2 separate regions of the Oncorhynchus mykiss genome follow, and region 2 is linked to region 1. Evidence: chromatin contacts called from public Hi-C data. All regions are on one chromosome and are shown on one strand. Each heading gives the region's core, a stretch centred on a gene start, on an enhancer-like site or on the middle of the called end of the contact. The rest is flanking DNA. Distances are from core to core; before and after follow the strand shown.

Region 1 (2,527 bases), core at 11-2,510:
AAAAAACTAGTTCATTTCCATTCTATAGAAGGGAAGGTGAGAGTACAGGACAGGCTACTTTTAGTTGAATTGCGTTTGACTCATCAAGGTAATTCGATTCGTGCATCAATACAATTCATATAATGTAGGCTAGTCTACAGGAGACTTTCGATTAACCTACTTATTATAGGTTGGGCCTGTGCTATGCCATTCGGTACTCCTAGTTAATCCGTCTCTAGGCAATATTTGGAGAAGGCCCATCAATGCAACGAAAGGAAAGACAGTCCATCATAATCGCAAAGCAGTGTTTTGTGTGTAACACGTTTAACGTTAGATGCTGGGACCAAATTGTAACACAAAGTGTTACTTTTTCGAAGCATCGAACGTCACCGTAAATGACCAGCAAAACTATCGCGACTTGCGAGCTGCTATGTTAGTTACCAAGCTAACTAACTTTTTGACAAGCGTAAAACTATTTCAAGGTTCTTTGAAGTTACAACACTTGATATAATCATATTGGCGTATGTGCTCTCAGAACACCATGGATGACGAGGTTTTTCAAGAAAACTCAATGGAAAATGTAGCTACAGTGTAGCCTATAAGCTACAAAACATGCACGTCAGCTTTAAAATGTACGGTGGAACTATAAATGAAATGTACACAGCTAAATATTATTACAAATGTAATAACACATTCATGCTGGACACAACAAATCGCACATAGACTAAATAGCTCGCGAGATTGCCTACACCAGTTGCAGTCAAACACTTTTTCACACTTGAAAAGCCGACAGCCAGAACGTTTTTTCTGCGTTTTCTTTTTACCAGAGGGATGTGGAGTCGCACACGTATTTCGAGCATGTTAGTCGGGAAGGTTAGACCGAATTTTCATCTACATTAACTAAACTATAACTTCAAACAACTTCTGGGCCTATTCTGAGGCATTCGCTTACCGTCTCCGCCGCCGCTCCCCGGGCCACCTTCAACACCCGAGACACAGCCACCGAATCTCCACAGGGCCGTGGTGCTGAAAGAAGAGCGGAGGGAGGGGGGGGGGACTTCGTGAACGGAGTTTCTACGGCACTCTGGACTTCTCTGTTTTGACTCGAGTGGGGGGTTACTACAGCCCCCCGCTGTTTCAGAGACACGGGAATTATTTTGACAGCTCTTCTTCTTTACCCCCTCTACTCCCACTTTATTTTCTCTTTTCTTTTCTTACGTCCAACAGACACCAATCAAAATACTGTCACAGAATATGGCGGCTGCATATGCGAGCGCCTATCGCGAGACTATTTTTTTCTCCTAGGGGAAAGTTTTTTTTAGGGGAGAGGAAGTATGATTGCGTCTGCTTCTACAAAGCATTTAGCAGACAGAATGAAACGTTTGTGGTAACCGGTAATATTATTTGAAGGGAAACTGTCAACAGGCGTGTGGAAGAAATACAGGTGGGGTGGTAGAGGGTGCTTGTTAGGTCTATGTCTAGTAATCTCAACTACTGAGAAAGTTAGGTTACAATAGTTCCAGTCACCTACAAAATGATTGACAATTATTGTAGGTGACTGCACCCTTGATAAAGATAAGAAAAATATATATTAAAAAAAGTATATATTATATTACTAGAATTGCTCATAGTAATAGATTTTTTTCCACAAGTAATAAGTTATTGGCACTGTTATGGAATAGTTTGGCAGCCCCATGCATCTCAATATAAGAATATTAGCAGGCTGGTTAATCGTTTCCTAGCAGCAACCCTAAATATTATTATAAATAAAATAAAACAACAGAAGGCCTCATGGCCACCAAACCAATGTGCATTAACATTCTATCTTTTGGTCAAAGCAACAAAAATAACTAGGGCTATAGAAAACTTAGAGAAATGTTAGGGTTAAGTGGGTTAAAATCTTCAGAGAAATCACAGAGACTGCACAGAGGAACATGTAAAAATGCAGAATTTTGGCACTTTAGCAAGTCTTAATTCATATTAAAAATCAGATGTATTAAAATGTCCATGTGTTCTATATTAAAGGGCACTTCAATTAATATAACATGCTTTTAAAATTCAATATTGGTGCACAATTTCTAAATAAAATATCAAAGGGACACAAAAGGGACTTGTGGAATGACCCACCTACTGTAAAATATGGTGGTGGATATTTAACGTTATGGGGCTGTTTTGCTTCCACTGATCCTAGGGCCCTTGTTAAGGTCAACGGCATCATGAACTCTACCAAGTACCAAGACTTTTTAGCCAAAAAACCTAGTTGCCTCCGCCAGGAGGATGAAACTTGGCCACAAATGCATCTTCCAACAAGACAATGAGACCAAGCACAAAATCAACATTTTGCAATGGCCATCTCAATCTCCAGACTTGAGCCACATTGAAAACCTGCGGTTTGAAATGAAGAGGGCAGTCCATAAGCACAGACTGGAGGATCTGGAAAGGTTCTGTTGGAGGAATGGTCTAAGAGCCATCCCAATGTGCTCTCCAATCTCATTAAACATTATAGAAAAACACAATGTTGTTATTCTTGCAAGGGAAGGGTGCATAA
Region 2 (2,527 bases), core at 16-2,515, 78 kb before region 1:
CATCTGTAAATAGCACACCCAACTACCTCATCCCGATAGTATTACTTACCCTCTTGCTCTTTTGCACCCCAGTATCTCTACTTGCACATCATCATCTACACATCTATCACTCTAGTATTAATGCAAAATTGTTATTATTTTCGCCTCTAAGGCCTATTTATTGCCTACCTCCCTACTCCTCTACATTTTCACACACTGTACATAGATTTTTCATTTTTCCCCCCAATTTTTCTTTTATTTTGTGTTATTTACTGCACGTTTGTTTATGTGTAACTCTGTGCTGTTGTTTTTGGTCGCACTGCTTTGCTTTATCTTGGACAGGTCGCAGTTGTAAACGAGAGCTTGTTCTCAACTGGCCTACCTGGTTAAATAAAGTTGAAATAAAATGTAAAAAATAAAGTCGGCGTGTGTCTAGTCTGGTGCAGAATGATTCATCTCTGGCTTGAGATGAAGTGGTGTGAGGGGATGTGGTTACATGTAGATTGTTCAAGCTGTGAAGAGGTATAAGATCATAAACACTGTTCTCACATGCAAATGAACATGGGGGTGTAGGGTACCTTAATGTAAATTGATCTTCAACTTGTTCTGCATGTAGATGACTAACTGGCATGGTATGCTTCTTCGTTCGAGTTTATACTAAAACATGGCGATGTTCGTCTTAGCCTGACATTTACTTCCTCTTTATCCAAGTCTCTTATCAAACCGATGACACCACTGCCGTTCAAAGTCGAATGCAAATCAGGAAGAAAGGGTGCTATGAAGGAACAAATGATGGGGGTGGATGGCATTTCACAATTTGTGCATACAAGTGTAACTGTTCACTGTCTACGATCTGTGTAAAATACACGTTATCTTAGTTTTGTTGACAACTTCTTGCTAGTTAAGCACATTCCGGAACCAGAATAGAAGGTAAAGGGTGGGCTGAACCCGTATGGAATGCATGTCACTTTCACCCTCCCAGTCATTAGTGCAGTCACTTTGTAAAATAATTATTGGGGTTTTCCAGATTATCTTTAGAAGATGTCTGACTGGGTTGGTGTTCAAGTTTTTGCAAAAAAAATATCCTAAAACATTTCTGTTTCGAGACCAACATCCTCAACGATTCCAGTGGTGTATATTTGTTATGACAACGGACACCACTGGTATCAGACACCAAATGAAAGCATTAGAGCAGGGCTTTATTTAAGTTGGCCTGAGACTACAGGGGCTTTCTCGACCTCTTATGACGTGCGTGCGTGATCATGAGGCTGTGGCAGCGCAAGCAGCCAATTCTATCGCTGCCAGTCTAACCACATTCAAAGTGTCTAAAAGTCCCTGTGACTCCACCATGATACTTCCTGTGTTTACAGAACCAGAGAATGCCTCACCTCAACCCTTGCCTCTTCTGCACCTGTCAAATCTTCCAAAACTGACACTGTTGCTGTGGAAACCATGATGAAATGATAGAAAAGGGAGGCGAGGAGGATTCCCCGACAGACAGAGCCCTGCCAGGAGCCTGGAAGGAGGACACCTAGACTACTTAGAGACACTGACAGAACTGAGGGAGGAAGCCTAACTGAGCTGAGGACCAGCAGCATGGACCAGCAGCATGGAAAAGTGGAGCGCTTCCTCAAGCTGGGCTACTCCCACAGTGACATTGTGCGCGTGTTGGAGAGCCTGCGCCATGACGCCCAGACCAACGACATACTGGAGGAGCTGATCAAGACCTGCCAGACCCCCACTACCACCACCCCATCCATACTAGCCAGCCGCTCAGCCTACTCCAGCCCACAGCTGATCCCCCGAGGCTGCAGCTCTCCCCAGCCCAGCCAGCCCCTGCGGCCCAGCTCAGCTACAGACAGGGATCCCACTGGGGGATTCAGACCAGTGGTCATTGATGGGAGCAATGTGGCCATGAGGTGAGTTTACTGATCCTCCATTTAGGACTATAGGGATTGTAGCATTAGATGGATAAAGACAGAGTACTGGATGAAATGCTGGCACAAATGATGGTAATGTAAGTACTAATGAGAAAAAAAACACAACAGCACATAGGGATTTATCTGGTCACGGACAGTACCTGTATTGTCACGGTACATTGCCCCCATAGAGAGCATGTGAAGTAGTACATCAATGTTCCTTTCATTTTTACTCTATGTGGCTACCTGATTTGTCCTATTCTGGGCAGATGTTACCCACTGAGGTATAAATAACGGTGTTACCATTGCGTGCCAGTAACTGAATGCTATATCCACTCCAGTTTCACTTCACAGACCAACTCATCTCACCCTTCCTCATTAATAGAGAGGGAAGTGGGAGTGGGCGATGCTTTGAGGTGAATTTCAGAAGAATCTGCGGTGGCTGGCAGGTGACCACAGGTGTATGAGAGGATGACCTTTGCCTTCAACATAAATAACTCGTATTCAGATGCAATGGCAATTGGCTATCGATCAATAGCATCAGATATGCTATAACAATAGTGAGAGAAAAAAATAGTTAAAAAATACTCTGAGATAATCAACAGGTGATGGGAGGGAGGGGATGAAAC

Evidence for each region. A called contact is a pair of places that touch in the nucleus more often than the background predicts.
Region 2: a contact with region 1 is called in a Hi-C map of blood, with 5 times the contacts expected there. The contact joins the enhancer-like site here to the promoter of LOC110522153 in region 1. A contact is called at or near these places in 2 of 3 Hi-C or Micro-C datasets (blood and liver).

What each region holds. Positions count from the first base shown.
Region 1 is chr4:14,847,270-14,849,796 of USDA_OmykA_1.1, reverse strand. It overlaps LOC110522153 (TGF-beta-activated kinase 1 and MAP3K7-binding protein 2), which reads right to left and starts at 1,260. Exons shown (of 7, transcript XR_002473262.2): 1 at 932-1,260.
Region 2 is chr4:14,925,044-14,927,570 of USDA_OmykA_1.1, reverse strand. It overlaps LOC110522155 (probable ribonuclease ZC3H12D), which reads left to right. Exons shown (of 6, transcript XM_021600305.2): 2 at 1,350-1,898. The coding sequence starts at 1,576. Among protein-coding and RNA genes, the nearest start is that of LOC110522155, 13 kb to the left of the region's middle. Within about 2 kb of position 1,265, at least 4 of the 11 cell types and tissues checked have an H3K27ac peak or open chromatin away from gene starts, as enhancers often do.